Linked DNA regions of Oncorhynchus mykiss: region 1 is linked to region 2. A link is a contact called in public Hi-C data. All regions are on one chromosome and are shown on one strand. The core of a region is the stretch at or near the end of the contact, and the rest is flanking DNA. Distances in the headings are between cores, read along the strand shown. Region 1 holds the start of LOC110493265 (PR domain zinc finger protein 2). Region 2 holds the start of LOC110494637 (forkhead box protein J3).

Region 1 (3,059 bases), core at 63-2,562, 180 kb before region 2:
AGCGTCAATGCCGTCATGCACTTCACATTAGAACGCAAGTCTATTTTTCCCCCCGCATCTACGTGAAGCAATTCCGGTACAGCGAGCATATAAAACGCCACAAAAGACCGTTTGTGCATTGTTACGTCTGGAATTGTGACATGTATAAGTTAGTTAGAAAGTGTCTATTTTGTGTTAAGTTTAGCTGCCAGTGACAATAATACATATTTGAAAGCAATAACTTTATGCCTACCTTTGTTGATGCCAAGCACAGACATATAGCCTAGGCAGGCTACGACTGGGAAACTCGAACTCCGTTCAAGAGAGAATACAGTTATGTATAAATAACCAGACTAGCTACATTCTTTAAAAACTGCTAGGGTGTATTAACTAACGTTACAACGCTCCTGTTCGTGATCCAACATAACAGGAGGCAGGTACGGTGGCTCCCGTGGGACATAATGTGAGTCAAAATGAACACAATAATTCACAAGGGCTACATAGCAAACATAAATAGAACTGCTTATTATGGCTTTTCATGACAATTACATTGGCATAAACTACTTAGTGCATGTTAATTGACGCTCTACTCGCACGCAAATTAACGTAATCCGTGTGGTTTCAGTTTTGCCCTGGGATAAAAACTCTTTTAGCCCTGGGCATTGGTGTGAACGTGACTATTTAGTTAACCTTTAACTAGACAAGAACAAATTCTTATTTTAAAATGACGGCCTACCCCGGACAAACCCTCCCCTCACACAGACGACGCTGGGCCAATTGTGCACCGCCCTATGCGTCTCCCGATCACTATTCAGTCAATAAATCAGTGCAAATTAAAAACAGACCGGGGTTGAATGCATAGATAGGCCTACAACAAACTTGACAATCATAGACAGTCATTCATATTGAAAGGAAAACCCGAGGTCAATTTCAAAGAGAGAGGGAAAAAAAGTATGAATTTCATTCTAGCAGGTAATTATTATGCAAAATGCAACTCGATTTTAAGATTTGGTATTGTTGAGAAAGGAAGGGTGGGACTACAGAACTTGTGCAACTACATGCATCCTGGGCCTAGTCTGCAGCACTACATTACCTCAACTTTGCATTGACTTTGGCTGACTAGCTAGCTAGTAGCTACAGTCCCGATGCCAAATAAAATGGAGCTCACTTACCTGGGAAACATGAACATTTGACAAAGTATAAGAAACCTATACCGTTCAGCTAAATCGTGTTTGTTACGTCGAACATTATTAAAGGGTGTTTCATTTCAGGGCAGGCATATTCCCAGCGATGGCACAGACAAAACTGATACACGTACCCAGGTAGCTAACTAGATGTAGCTAAGGGTTTACAGCACATGTATGACACATACCTCGAGTAATCTACCATCCCTTTACCACAACGGCAACTGTTTAAGTTATTTTCTGAACACAAAAACCAGCACTTTGCAGTCTAGCACGCCCGTGCTTGACCTAGCCTGTTAGCTCGCGAGCTAGCTACCCGAGCTGAATTGACAGCAGAGTGAAACAAACCGATCAGACTATGCAATCCCTAACCTGCAAGTCCTGTAACATAACTAGCTAATTGGATACCTCTTAAATATAGGTAAGTAGCAAATGGATCAACGGATCAAATAACGTGGCTCGCAAATAAGTTGCTAGTCTGGAAAGGTCACACACATCCCAGAAAACTCGGTGGCTGGTTCGTGGTGACGTTTACGTTAGGTAGCTAACTTATTTATCCGACAAGCCAATGTTGACAGTATCGTGCTGTCTGTGTTGTTACATAATAGCTACCAATTTAGCTGCAATCAACCTTTATGAATTAACAGTAACATAAAACTACATTTGAGATAGAAAGTTTGGAAAGGAAAATTACTGCATCTAGTTAGTTACACCTCACTGTACTGTTAGCGAAGCTAGCTAGCTAGCATGCTATCAAGAATTCAACTTCGAATGGGCGTAAGGACAATTTCCTTCGACTTCTGCCACCCACTGCCAGCTATCGTATCGAAGAGCTTGGTAAATATGTACTGCAAAATGTAATAGAGAAATTAGAATTTTAGGGGTGTACGCCTTACCTCGCTTTGCCCTGGGTGAATTTTTCTTGTTCAGATTGCTGGCTCTTTCTTCCTCTAATGCAGCTGTTATCTCAGGGTTGTCTTCCCCATTGTACCACACCAGCAACTCTTCCCCGGGTCCTATTGGCTGTTACAAGAAAAGAGGAGAATGGGAACAAATCAGAGACAGGTTTGCTGAGAGACAGGATGAAATACTTGGGCTCTTGTTGTGCCTGTCAAGTCCAACAAGAATGTTAGGTCCTGACATTTCAGTAGCTGTAGATGGCAAACTATGTATTTTTTTTTTGTCAATTCCTTTATAAATGGTTTATTATACCCAAGTATAGCAGAGACAGCATAATACAAATTTGTATTTTGCATGAATTATTTAAAAAAGTTTACCACAATTCTCTCATTTGGCTTCAATGAGAATAACCCCCATACTAGCCAGCAGATCCGACCGCTTGCTTACATCTGCACTAGGGTCGGACAGAATCCCTGTGTAGATTAAGACGCTGCGGAGCCAGCGTGAGATATGGCTCGGGAAAACGTACCTCAATCCAGGAATGAGAAATGCGTTGTACTACAAATTGGCACATTATCCCAAATGTTACACAGAGAAGATTGAACGCTAAATAGCCAGTACTCTTGCATTCACATGCCTAAATAGAAAACCATCACTCTGCTTTAATGCTCAAATGTTTAGAGAATAACATTTTACCAGTGAGACTTCATGTCTGAATTACCCGTAACACTTTGTAGTAAATGGCTCGGTTGATCTCCATGGGGAAAAGGTTCTGTTCTTGAGTGGAGTGTGCCCAGTTTACATACCGTAGCCAGTTCCCCTTCATGGGGTCTCTAGCATCCACACACATCCAGCCCCTGGCTGGAAAATACACCTACAGAGGACAGATTGGTTATCTGGATGATAATGTTATGAAAACGGATAACAGCATATATAATATGTGTGCTGTGCCTGTGATGTTTACAACCTAGATGTCTGTGAAGGTACTGTAGATCT
Region 2 (3,124 bases), core at 338-2,837:
CCAGTTCTCTGCTGCCAATGACTGGAACGAAGTGCAAAAAAAAACCATATATCTCCCTCACTAACTTTAAGCATCAGCTGTCAGAGCAGCTTACCGATCGATCACTGTACATGTACACAGCCAATCTGTAAATAGCACACCTCACCCCCATTCTGTTATTTATCCTCTTGCACCCCTGTATATCTGCACATCTATCACTCCAGTGTTAATGCTACATCTTTTATTATTTCACCACTATGGCCTATTTATTGCCTTACCTCCCTACTCTTCTACATTTGGACACACTGTACATAGATTTTTCTATTGTGTTATTGACTATACGTTTGTTTATGTGTAACTCTGTTGTTTGTCACACTGCTTTGCTTTATCTTGGCACGGTCGCAGTTGTAAATGAGAGCTTGTTCTCAACTGGCCTACCTGGTTATAAGGTGAAATAAAATAAATTACTCAAGTCATTATTGAAAACAGAAAAACTTGAACAGCAGTTTCAGGGCTGCATGTGCATGAAGACAGCACTGTAGCTGCTATTTAAAGAATGGCTGATTAAGACAAGCCAGACCTGATCTCTTTTTGTGGGATTAAGTTTCCAAAATTGTGCAAATAAAATACTAGAACCTGAATCAACACAGCCTTGCCCTCAAGTGCTTTCGTGGTTCTTAGTAGCCAAACTTGCCAGTGACAATTTGCCAATGCATTCGTTTTTTTATTAGACATCCAATTGGATTGTTTTATACTAGCTTCCATCGTTATATGGGGGAATCCCACAGACTACGAACCGCATTCTAACAGCTAATGAGGTGTGAGGGACCAAGTTGACCAACCAGTCAAGCTAACGACAGAGCGTGTGACAGTTTGGACTAACCTGAAAATTCCCAAATTAGCTAACGTTTGCCACTTAACGTTACAGTAGCAAGGATAAACAGCTGGCTAACATTATAGCTAGCAACACACCATGTAAAAAGAGGTTCGGTTCTCTTTACAACATGACTTGGTAGCTAGCTAACTGGCTAATTGACGATATGGAAGACGAATGCTAGCTGTCAAAGTTGCTCAGTTATCAATGGTGCTCGTAAGCTAACGTTCGCTAGATAGCTAGCTGTCAAGTTAGAGAGTTATAGCTAACTAACGTAGCTAAAATGATTAACCATGCTATCATGTTAGTTAATTGGCAACGAGCTACCTGGATCGTTACTAATGATGCCCCCATAGGCTCCGTCCCAGCAAAAAGATAACTGACAAGAGGCCCTGATTTCTGAACTCAATCCCCAGAACTTCAGTGCAGCTCACTTCCCCATGAAAGTCGTCCATTTCACGGGCCTCAGTTCAACTTCCATTCCCATGTTCTTACAGCTCACTTACCCTGGGTATATGTGGTCGTTGCCTTTGTCCAGGGAAGTGTTGAAGTAACTGCCCACTCCTCTTCCAACTGATCTTCAACAAGAAAGTCCCTCAGGTGCCTATTCTCTTGGCGTTTGTCCTAGATTAGACCCGTTGTGCCCTCACTGATGTGCCCGTGGCGTCCCTCTTCGGCTTCTCCGCCTTTTCCCTTTCTCTCGACAACCAACATCCGGGACTCTGTCGTTTGCAACACAAAAATACCCGGAACTACTTCCAACACAATTCAAGAACGATGCAGATTGCAAACTGCACTGGCTGTATTACTGCACTCTACGATGTACACAGCCACAAAAACTAGTCCCCTCCCTGCCGTCTCTCTCCCTCTGCCTCTGCTACAACTACTTAATAAAACGAAAACAATAATAGTATTAAAACACATATTTACTCAGAATCATTATAACAAAAAAATAAAAAATAAAATTAATGTGTTTTTAGCTATTAATAATCTTACTACAGGAGTTATGACAGTACTACTAAAGGTAATATTTAATTGCAAAAAATGATTAATTTGACTACTATCCTTGACTTCAGATTATACTGTTGTTAGCAGCATCTAGTCTTCTACACGGAGCACTATCTTAGTAATGTTCATGTTATAAGACATATTGACATTTTTGGTTAATTCATACTTTGCTGGAATCAAAAATGTCTGATCACTATTAGTACAGTATATACAGTGTTTCAGCTTCCTCATACAGTTTTCAGTTGGAAAACAGAGCCTCCAGTGGGTACTCATTGAAAATGCTTCACTTGAGCTGCAAACAGGTTGCCAATCATATTTCCCATCACAAATATGTGATGGGAATAAGCAAATGATCTACAATTACATTGTGTGTTGAATGTAGCTATAGCCAAATACGGAGACATAGATACCACGCTGTCAATACAGTAGCTGGTCACTGTGTTATTGTGCAGTTGCCATTTGTATCACTTCAGGTTAATGTGTAGACTCTTTGTATGTAATCAGACTAAATCAAATAACATTTTATTTGTCACATGCGGCGAATACAACAGGTGAAGACTTTACGATGCTTACTTACAAGCCCTTTCCCAACAATGTAGTGTTAAGTAAGAAAAATGTGCAAAAAAATGAAAAGGGAATAGTAACACAAAATAACAATAATGAGACTATACACACAAGGAGTACCGGTACCTTGTCAATACGCAGTGGTAGGAGGTATTTGAGGTAATTTAGATATTATGTACACTATCATTAAAAAGTTTGGCTTGGGGGTAGAAGCTGTTTAGAAGCCTCTTGGACCTACACTACCGTTCAAAAGTTTAGAGTCACTTAGAAATGTCCTTGTTTATTAAAGAAAAGCACATCTTTTGTTCTTTAAAATAACATCAAATTGATCAGAAAAACAGTGTAGACATTGTTAATGTCGTAAATGACTATTGTAACTGGAAACGGCAGATTTTCTATGGAATATCTACATAGGCGTACAGAGGCCCATTATCAGCAACCATCACTCCTGTCTTCCAATGGCACGTTGTGTTAGCTAATCGAAGTTGATCAAGGCTAATTGATCATTAGAAAACAATTTTGCAATTATGTTAGCACAGCTGAAACCTGTTGTTCTGATTAAAGAAGCAATAAGTTGTTCTGATTAAAGAAGCAATAAAACTGTCCTTCTTTAGACTAGTTGAGTATCTGGAGCATCAGCATTTGTGGATTCGAGTGCAAGCTCAAAATGGCCAGAAACAAATAACTTTCTTCTGAAAC

The links. A called contact is a pair of places that touch in the nucleus more often than the background predicts.
Region 1: a Hi-C map of blood shows a contact between it and region 2, with 3 times the contacts expected there. A contact is called at or near these places in 2 of 3 Hi-C or Micro-C datasets (blood and liver).

Annotation. Positions count from the first base shown.
Region 1 is chr17:78,921,823-78,924,881 of USDA_OmykA_1.1, reverse strand. LOC110493265 (PR domain zinc finger protein 2) reads right to left here and starts at 1,312. Exons shown (of 4, transcript XM_036948224.1): 1 at 233-1,312. The coding sequence starts at 257.
Region 2 is chr17:78,746,301-78,749,424 of USDA_OmykA_1.1, reverse strand. It overlaps LOC110494637 (forkhead box protein J3), which reads right to left and starts at 1,587. Exons shown (of 11, transcript XM_021569877.2): 1 at 1,360-1,587. It also overlaps the pseudogene LOC110493264.